Linked DNA regions of Rattus norvegicus: region 1 is linked to region 2. The links are chromatin contacts, called in public Hi-C maps. All regions are on one chromosome and are shown on one strand. Each heading gives the region's core, a stretch centred on a gene start, on an enhancer-like site or on the middle of the called end of the contact. The rest is flanking DNA. Distances are from core to core; before and after follow the strand shown.

Evidence for each region. A called contact is a pair of places that touch in the nucleus more often than the background predicts.
Region 1: a Hi-C map of frontal cortex shows a contact between it and region 2, with 1.6 times the contacts expected there. The contact joins the promoter of Slc8b1 here to the enhancer-like site in region 2. A contact is called at or near these places in 2 of 12 Hi-C or Micro-C datasets (frontal cortex and mammary epithelial cells).

Annotation. Positions count from the first base shown.
Region 1 is chr12:41,710,594-41,715,485 of GRCr8, forward strand. It overlaps Slc8b1 (solute carrier family 8 member B1), which reads right to left and starts at 3,008. Exons shown (of 16, transcript NM_001017488.1): 1 at 2,944-3,008; 2 at 1,099-1,321. The coding sequence starts at 1,254.
Region 2 is chr12:41,539,863-41,545,214 of GRCr8, forward strand. Dtx1 (deltex E3 ubiquitin ligase 1) reads left to right here. Exons shown (of 10, transcript NM_001427621.1): 10 at 315-1,571. The coding sequence ends at 539. It overlaps Rasal1 (RAS protein activator like 1), which reads right to left. Exons shown (of 22, transcript NM_001108335.1): 20 at 4,920-5,040; 21 at 2,936-3,012; 22 at 2,003-2,698. The coding sequence ends at 2,592. Among named protein-coding and RNA genes, the nearest start is that of Rasal1, 32 kb to the right of the region's middle. Within about 2 kb of position 1,384, at least 47 of the 93 cell types and tissues checked have an H3K27ac peak or open chromatin away from gene starts, as enhancers often do.

The DNA of each region.
Region 1 (4,892 bases), core at 1,758-4,257, 170 kb after region 2:
TGAGCCATCTTGATATCAACTGCAGGCTTCCACGTGCTCATGAATACGTTGTTCATGTGCACCTGCCACGTGGCCACGTGCAAACCTCTGCATATGCAAACATGCGTGCATATATGTATATATAAAAGCACACTACACATCTCTCACATATACATACACATATAACACACACACACACACACACACACACACACACACACACACACACAGAAAAAAAAAAAAGAAAGAAAGCACAGGTAGAGATCCTAGGTGCCTTGGGTTGCACCGTGGCCTCCTCTACTCCCTGTCTATCTGCCTTTGTCTAGCCCACCACTCCTCCCCCAGGGACCCCCAACCACTAGGACACCCTCAGATAATCAGGCTGGACCATGGCAACCACGTCATCCTCACCTCTGCCTGCTCCCCCCCCCCCCATCCGTCTGCGTATCCCTCTTCCTGTGTCTCCAGCACTACTCCAAACCCAACCATCATGTTCCCAGGCTCCCAGCCTGGAGGCGGCCGGGGCTCTCCCGTCCCTTCACTGGTCTCTGAGTGACCATCCTCTCTGCTTTCAAGCCAGCCTCTCCAAAGCAGCCAGGGGGGAATTCCGTAAATCAGACTTTGACTATCCCTCTGCTTAAAATCCTCCTCTGGCTCCTGATTCTCACCCTCCCTCAGCCCCGGTCCTTTTAAAATCAAGCCAAAATTACTTCTCCACCCACCTGATTTAACCTTCTACATACTGATCAGCCCTTCCGGCCTCTTTGCTGTCTGGGAGCATACTAAGATAGAATCTGCCACAGGGCCTTTGCACTTGTTCCTGGCCTTTCCCTCACATGTCTGCCCCTGAAAGAGGCACCCTCTCTTCCTTTAAAGCCTGTCTCCAAGATGACTGGGTCACTGAACGAGTTTGTCACTGTCCACCGACCACTGCAGACAATCACAGCCTTCCCACACAGTGTTAATGGCTACATAGCTCACTGTTCTCTGAAATCTCTACCTTTATCTCTCAGCGGGGCCAACTGAGCTCCTGTAGATCAGGGTCACATGATGATTAGCTGGGAACAGAACAGACACGCCCCCACCAGACCCACCTTCCTGTCCTGCCAGGGTACTCACGTCTGCCATGGCAGTCTGGTTGACACCTCTGGCTGAAAACTGGATGTGTCCATGTGCTTTTGTGGATAGATCTCCGGCCCCAGATGCCGTCTCCAGTATCAGAGCCACACAGAGGAAGCCAGGCGCCCAGAGCGGATCCAGCCATCTGCCTGCCATGGGCCCCTTGGGGCCTGACCAGCGCCCTCTGCTCACTTGAGTTTCCGCGGGTTGGCCACTCCAGTGCCTGCAGGGTGGGGTAAGAGGAGGGGATTCTATCACTGCAGGCCTCAGGAGGAGGAGCCCAGGGACCTTTTCCTGCAAAGCCAAGTCCCTATCCTACCCATATGGAAGCCCCTTTCCCAAGCAGCACTTCCCTCCTGGGCCGGCATCACATGCTTCCTGTTCCGGAGTGCTCCCCACCACCACTCACCCCCTAGGGGTCTCCCTGGACCTGCCCTTCAAGAGGTTTGCAAGAGGCTTAGGGAGCGAGCCAAACAGCTGAATGACATCAGTATGAGAAGTAGGAGTTCAGTCGCAAGAACTAGGAACTCAGATTTTCAAGGTTTTTGTTGTTGTTGTTATTTTTTCTTTTTGGGTGACATCAAAGATGGACCTCGGGGACTTACATACGCTTGCCAAGCACTCTACCATTGAGCTATAATCTCCAGCCTTGATGATTTTTTTTTTTTTTTGAGACAGGCTAGCCTGGAATTCACTAGGTAGCCCAGGCTGCCCTTGAGCTAGTGACAGTCCTCTTGCTTCTGGTTTGGAAGCGTTGGGATTATAAATTTGAACCACGGCCTGGTTCTAGCCCTCTTCCTACTTCTTATTTTGAGGCAGGATCTCGAAAGTCTGCCAGGCTGACCTTGAGCGCCTATTTCTTTTGCCTCAGCCTCCTCAGTGGCTGAGGTTGGACTTGGCTGTGACCAAAGAGGCTGGTGCCTCACAACCTCAACAACCTGTTGGTGTATCCTTCCATGGGGAAACGGAGGCACCAGGAAGTGACTAATTCCTGACTGTCAGCTAAAGCGCCACACATTGCTGAATGAGGATAAAAGTTCACCAGGCTCCCCAAGTCGTGTGGCAAGGAAGAAAGCCACAAAGCCAACAGTTCTTGGATGGGGAAATCGAGGCCCAGAGGGAAGTGAGTTGCTCAAAGCCACCTAAACTAGGACCAGCAGAGGCGGGGGTGGGGCTGCAGTAGGAATAACTCACTTCCTCTAGACAGGAGGAAAGAGTTTTATTTTTCTATCCAAGCAGAAAACTGGCTCCACGTCTCAGGCAAGCTGCCTCAAACGTTTTGTGCATTTGATTTTTTGCAATCGGGGAGGCAAAGGCCATTAGAGCTGTTTTTTGTTTTTTTGAGGGGGTGTGGTTCTTTGCCCAACCATTTCTAAATCGCCACCACCGGGGGAAGGAGGGAAAAGGACAAGATGTGACCCCAGAGGAGGAAGGGAACCCAGCCGCTTCCTCACCTGTTGACAGGGAATGAGTCTCTTCCCTCCTTTTTCTAGCTACTTCACTTGGCACGGATGTGGAGTGGAAAAACACTCAGCCCTCCAGTTCCCTCTCTGCATTTTCTGTTTGGGGAAGGCTGGGCTTATGCCCTCTGGGTCCGCATCTGTGAAATGGACTCGAGCGCTCACCCAAGGGGCAGCCAGACACCGCGTCCCCAACACAAGTCACTCATTTCCAAGTAAGCACTAACTGAGCGCCTCCGGGTTGTGGACACCTGTGTGTAGACTTGATGGCAAGGGATGGGGATGGGAACCGGGCAGCGCTTTCTGATCTGGGGTCCCAGCTGGAACTCGGCTTGAGAAGCTGAAGTTGGGGTGACGGGTGCTCGGGCTGCGAAGCTCCTCTTACCTCGGGTGGGGCCTGGGTACGAGAGCCTGGAGTCTTCCTCTAGCTAGGACAGCCAGCGCCACAACCTTCCGCCCTTAGAGTCCCGGCCCGCAGCTGCCGGGCCACGCCCCCACAAACCCCGTCCCGCCCACTTACCAGTCGAGCCACGCCCAGGTCTCTCTATCCCCGCCTAGAACACGCCCTTAAGGCGCGCCCCGCCCCAGCTCTTAAAGACGCAGTCTCCCAGCCGAGAGTGAGACTGTGTGAACTGTCCCCTGAAGTCTTCCTCATTCTCCACCCGCTTTCTGTCCCCAGCCAGTCACTTCTGCTTTCAGGCAAAAACTATACAGAAAGCACGTGGGTTATAGATTTCAGGAGGCACGAGAGAAGTCTGAGGGAGGTGAAGCTTGGAGCTTCCGTTACTGAGGATGGGTGGAAGGGTGAGAGTTATAGTAATGTAAGGGGAAACAGGATGTGGTGATGTGTGCCCGTAATCCTGGGACTCCGGAGGCAGAGGCAAGAAGATTGTGATATTAAGGCCAGTTTGAGCATCACAGCAAGACATTTTCTCAGTATGATGGTGATAAAGATGAGGGTGACAATGATGGTGGTGGTGATGATTTGAAAATACACCCAGTGAAAATGGCCTCCTGCTGCCTGCAAGTAGTCTGACTGTAGAGCCTGGAACACCAGGACCTGAGGATCCTCGTGAGGTTTCTCAGCATTCCCCTCTACAGCGTCCTTTGGATGCTAGGCACACACGTAGCCACTGAGCTGCACCCCCAGCTACAGCAAACATCAAGATGGATAGCGGCATAGCCCTGCCACTTCAGCCTCTCAGGAGGCTGGTGAGATTAAAAACAAACTCAAAGCCTGCCCGGGTTCCAGTTCAAGGCTTTAGAAAGACCATTTCCCAGAATGCAAATGTGGCGAGGTGGGAAAATCAATGGCACTGGTGGGCACTTGCTGAGTAACCTCAGCCATAGGATTAGTACCCAGAATCACAGTTAATTAAAGAGCACACCGGGGCTGCAGGGATGGCTCAGTGTGTAATGAGGGCAATGACGCTAAGCCCCACAACCTGAGCTTGATCCCTGGAACCCAACAGGGATGGAGCTCTTACTCCTGGAGGTTGTCCTCTGACTTCCACACGTGCACCATGGCACATGTGTGCACGCATGTGCGCACACACTCACACACACACACACACACACACACACACACACACACACACACACACCAAATTAACAAATGTAATGTATTCAGTAAGCCGCATGTGTTACAACATCTGGCATGGTAAGCGGAACAGGTGGGAGGGAGGGGAAACTGGGGTCAGGATGTAAGACAAATACAATTTAATAATAATAATAATAATAATAATAATAATAATAATAATAATAATAATAAGTTGAGCAGTAGAACTCCAGAACCCCCATTGTCGGCACCAACTATTCTTTTCTGTTTCTTTGTTTGCTTGCTCTGAGACGGGATCTCTCTATGAAGCCCTCGCTGTCCCAGAACCAGCCATGTAAGACCAAGCTCACAGAGATGTGCCTTCCTCTGCCTCCCTAGTACAAGGATTAAAGGTGTGTAGCACCAAGCCACACCATCATTACCACAATTCTCGAGTGTACAAGGACCAACGTCAGTGTGTCACATGTCACAAAGAGCAGGCAACAGTATCGAATTCCTCCCCTCCATGGGGAGACTCCTACATGTACCTGTTAACTATTGCTACATAACAACCACCCCCAAAGTCACAGATCTAATCCACCAGCATCTTAATATATATCTGAGCATATGAAAGGCGTGATTTTGAGAGACTCTGTGTAAAGGTTCTAGCCCAAGCTCTTCTGCCTGCTCCTCCAGATGCTCAGACATTTGCCTTTCTCTGCATAGCCTCAGGGACGCTCTCCGTATACTCCTCTTTGCCTAGCTTCCCCAGCACAAGGCCACACAAGCATAGATGT
Region 2 (5,352 bases), core at 134-2,633:
CGACCAAGTGGCAGAGCCGGGATTTGAACCCAAGCAGCTCTTCAAAACCTTCATCTTCACACTTGGGTCACGTGATTTTACTGTTTAACCAGGAAGCCAGTCACGTTTAGATTGTCTTGTGAAATCTCCAGATCTTTAATCCTGGGAACTAATTCACAAAGTAACTATTTAGTACCAAGAGTGGGGTCTAAGCCTGGTCAGTACTGATGACAAGCCCCGAAAGAAGCAGAACTTTATGTAGTGGATGGTAATGGAGCTGGTTAAGGCTCAGACTGCCTGTGATATACACCCCCACCCCACCCCTCTTCCTCCAGGTGCTGAGATTGCTCATCACCGCCTGGGAGCGCAGACTCATCTTCACTATTGGAACATCCAACACCACGGGCGAGTCAGACACCGTGGTGTGGAACGAGATTCACCACAAGACGGAGTTTGGTTCCAACCTCACTGGCCACGGCTATCCGGACGCCAGTTACCTAGACAACGTGCTGGCTGAGCTCACCGCCCAGGGTGTTTCTGAGGCTATGGCTAAGGCCTGAGGCCTGAGTTGCCTGCCTTCCCTCTTGCCTCGCCCTTAGCCCGGCACATGCCTCCCTCCACCAGGTGGGAGGAGCCAGAAGCGCTGAGGGGATCTGGCTGGTGGCTGTGGGGGGTGATGGAAGCACACCAGGCCAGCTGGTTCCAACCTGTGGCTTCCGGCAAGAGCAGCAGAGATAGGACCACCAGAAAGGGCGACTTCCCTATGGAAACGATGGCGCTTTGCCCTTCACACCACACACGAACGCACACGTGTCCTGTTGCACGCACGCACTCACGCACGTACACCCACGTGCCTCTGACTTCTCCCAGCTTGGGGAGAAAAGAGACAGAAAGACTCCCATGACACATCCTGTGGATTCCACCTGTGTCTCCATTATACAAGCTCTATAGGTTTGTCCCCCTCCCAGGACTTGAGTCAAGCACGGGATAGTGGGGACTCTGTAAGGCTTTCAGGGGCAAGTCTGCCCCTGAGCCTCAACCCTTTAACCCACGTCAGCACCGCCACCTGCCCACTGAGCACTGCAAAGCCAAACGGGGTAGAAATCCCGGGTTACTGAGTAGCTTTTCGCAGGCCACTGGGGACGAGGCTATCTTATTTTGTGCTTGTGTCTGCCTTTCCGGGACCCTTACTTCTTCCTCCTGTGCCCATCTCTTGACCTCTGTCTATCCCAGGCAAAGACATCGTCCTTGCCTCTGTACTGGCTTCTCCCCAACTAAAACGCTCCGGACATTTGAGACCCACTTCTGGCTTCAGGAGCGATGGGGAGGCCTTGTTCAGGCTCACGCATTGAGCTGAGCGAGCAGCAAAGCGTTAACTTCTCCCTGCTTGGAAATAAGCGGTGGGTGGCTGATCATCTCAGGCCAACCAGAGGTCCGTTGCCCAGGCAACTCACCAGCTCCGCCTCTGAGGATTGGCTGTTGGGATGGAAGTTAGCCAAGCTTTAAAGGGACGCCAGCAATTGCTCCTTTGGGGGAAAAAAATCTACCAGTCCCACTGTGGGTGGAGAAATAAATGGTCTTTCTCCTTGTCAGGTCTTTTTTTTTTGTCCTGCTGGGTGACGGTGCTCCTTTGGAACACCGAGGATGGCTTGAGAGACAGTAGCAAGCTAGGGGCAGTGGGGGAGGGGGAGGGGAGCAGGGCATGGACCTTGCGCCACACCTTTCCTAGTGCTCGGAATCCAGCCTGATGGACTTGAGGTTTTTTTCCTGTCCAGAGCTCTCCTTAGGCAAACTCAGGATTCACAGGCTCTTCCAGCTCTGCCAGCCGATTGTGTCCCCTCTGTGGGTTACTCTCAAGCCACACCTCAAACCCACAGAACCATTGAGCCCCAGGACTCACACACCTGCCCCTCCAAATCCTTAAATGCATTCAGTAGCTAGGGCAGAGCCTGGGAACCTCTATTTCTAGCTAAGAAGCTTCTCACTGGCCCCTAGGGTACCCTGATTTTAACACTTCACAGCTAAGCATGCTCACACGTCACTTTATACAGGGTATAGGAGGGAGGAAGAGCCCGTGTCCAGCTTCGAGGCTCCAAATTGGCATGCTGGGCTCCCAGTCCGTTCTTCCGAGAACACCGGGTCCCAGAAGCTTGAGGCCGGGACTGCCAGATGAAAGTGGGGTACAGAAGGATCTGTGAGGTCACCGGGGCCCACGGAAGTGATAACACGGGAAGTTCCTGGTCAAGCATATTGAGTGTTTTTCTGCATCAGCCAGGATTGGAGTTCAGGTACAGCTGCACCCAGCAGCTTGGGGTGAGATGGGTGCCACCGGTATGGGTTCCACCGGTACTGGAGGAGCTGTATCCAGTGAAGCTGAGGCTCCAGGCTCAGAGAAGGAAGTGAGGTTTGGTCAGTCGGTACAAGGCTGGGCCCTCTTAAAGGTTCCTATGCCCTGGCTGGCTACAGGGCACACAGGACCACACTTTGGGAGGCTCCAAGCCACGACAATGAAGATGCCTAGGCCAAAGTAAGCTCAGGGAAGCCCCGTGGCTCTGTCCCCAACTGGCTCTGGCACCTTCTCAGCATCCAGTGTCCTAGAGGGCCACTTTCCCCTAGCCCCGTTTCTGGAATTCCTCATGGGCTTGCTCCAAGTCTTCAAGTACCTGCAGCAGACGGGTGGTGGCCTCCCTCTGCTGGGCTAGAACCTCAGCACAGGGCCCTGGTAGGAAAGAAAAGGCCACAGGTTCAGCAGGCTCCTGGTGGTTGTCACCAGAGCCCACTCCATGGAGCTGTAGGTTTTTTTTCCCCCCCATACAAAAAGAATTCCCAAATTCACCAGGATACTGTCCCACTGGTGAACTGGAAACAAGAGGGCATGCAGGAGGACAGAGGGGGTGTGCCTGGCGTACTGGGGCACACATTTGTAAGGGACAAGAATGGAACCCTTCTCGCTTACCATCTACAGCACTGGAGTCCTTCCCAGGGTCCACATCTGGAGCTGTGTCCAGGCTGGAGTCCTCCAGCAGTTTCAGCCTGAGGGTTGATAGGGAAAGGCAAAATTGGTTTCTGAGGTACAGTGCTGCTCCTACCCAAGATTCTCTGCTGCTTGTAGGAAATCAGGTTCATCACCATCACCACCACAATCGTCGTCGTTGTCGTCGTCGTCGTCGTCAGCAGCAGCAGCAGCATCACCACCACCATCATCATCATCACCATCATCACCATCACCACCATCATCACAAACTATCACCACTCAGTGACCACAAACCTTTCTAGAGTAGCAGACACTACACCGAGAAGCCTTGTACACACATGAATTCATCTACTTACACAGTCACCTTACATGAGGTAGGTACTTACCAGTAACCCTGTTCAGATAAACCACTGACACAGAGAGATCAAGGAACTTGCCTAAGGCCACACAGCATAATAATATCTCCTACATATGGGAGGTTATGTAGTGTCCTTTCACTATGAGGTCAGTATCCTATAGCCTTGTTTTCTATACAAGGCATGGAAAAGCCAAATGACTAGCAGAGAACCACACAGCCCCTAACTGGCCCAGATCTAAATCCAGGCAGCTCAGTACAGAACCTTCTCTATAGTGGGATGGAACACTAAGTAACAAAGCTCTTCAGGCCAGGAAGTAGAGGCAGGGGAGGAAGTGGGGAGGTGTCCAAGATACCAGGAAGGCTCAGAAGCCAAGTTATATAGAACACCATGCCTCAGTCTCTGGAGCCCCCATACTGTAAGTTCCAATGCTTCCTGGGGTGATCTGAATTTCGAGAACCACACTCACAGGCTCATATGCTTGAATGCTTGGTCCCTGGTTGGGGGAACTGCTTGGGAAGGATTAGGAGGTGTGTCCTTGTGAGAGGAGGTGTGGCCTTGTGGGAGGAGGAGTGGTCTTGTGAGGAAGTATGGCCTTGTGGGAGGAGGTGTGTCCTTGTGGGAGGAGTAGTGGCCTTGTGGGAGGAGGGGCCTTGAGAGAGGAGGTGTGGCCTTTAGGGGGAGGTGTGGCCTTGTGAGAGGAGGTGGGGCCTTCTGAGAAGTTGTGGCCTTCTGAGTGGTGTGGTCTTCAGGAGAGGAGTAGCTTTGTGGGTGGAGGTATGGCCTTGTGGGAGGGGGTGTGGCTTTGTGGGAGGAGGAGTGGCCTTGTGAAGGGAGGAATGGTCTTGTAAGAGGAAGTGTGGCCTTGTGAGAGGAGGTGTGGCCTTGTGAGAGGAGGTATGGCCTTGTGGAAGAAGGTATATCACTGGGAATGTGAGTTGAGGTTTCAAAAGTCAAACCATTCCCAGTAAGCTCTCTCTGCCTCCTGCTTTGGGATCAAGAGGTGAGCTCTGAGCTGTTCCTGCTGTCATGTCTTTGGTCGGCCATCATGGACTCTAAACCTCTCAAACCATAGTTAAAAGCTTTCTTTTAGAGGTCACTTTGGTCATGGATTTTGTCACAGCCATAGAAGCCTTAACTGAGACTATCCCAGTCTGCTTTACACATCTAAGCCCTCAATTCCTGAACACTGAGGCCCCATGGTGGCCCGCACACCTCTAAAAGCTTAGCCAGTGCGATAGAAGATGGATAAATGGGACTGAGTGGAAGCTTGGCGCAGTATAAGGCTCTGAGTTCCACCCCCAGCACGGGCAAACAGAGAAAGAAAGGGAAGAAAACGGGCTGAGCCTACAGCTCAGTCAGTAGTTTGCCTAACATGCACAGAGCTGGAGGCTCAGCCCTCAGCACCCTATAAACCAGGCATGCTAGCACACACCTGTAAGCCCAGCACTGAGCAAGTACAACCAGGAGGATCTCAAGTTTAAGGACATCTGCTACATAGTGAGTTCAAGGCTAGCCTGGGTTACATGAAGCCCTGAGGGAGAGAAACACTTCTTCAGGGGTGAATGAATGTGAGGAGACCACAGCAGGATAAGGCACGTGACACCCACCTGAGCTGGTCTCGGCCCAGGAGCAGCTGGCGATACACCATCTGGGCTTCGGCGTCAGGATCCAGTGGGTCACTCCAGTCTCCCAGCGTGACAGCTGAGTGTGTGCGGCTACAGCCAACAGCTGAGGGTACACACATTGTCAGGAAAGCCTTGTTCCAGGCACAATCACACCCTGCCTTCAGCTTGCCCAACACCTGTGCACACCTCCTCTTAGCCAAGCCCCACCCCCCAATCCTGTAGCTCTTGCATGGGTTTCAGCCTCCTCCCCAGCCTCCTTGCCTCTATCATGAACCCTGACCCTGTTGAGATTTAGCAACTTGACACAGCGTAGAGCCAACTGAGAGGAAGGTCTCAAAATTCCACAGCCACAGAATGCCCAGATCAGATTATCCCGTGGTCACATCTGTGTTGATTGTGAGTGGGTCCAGCCTAC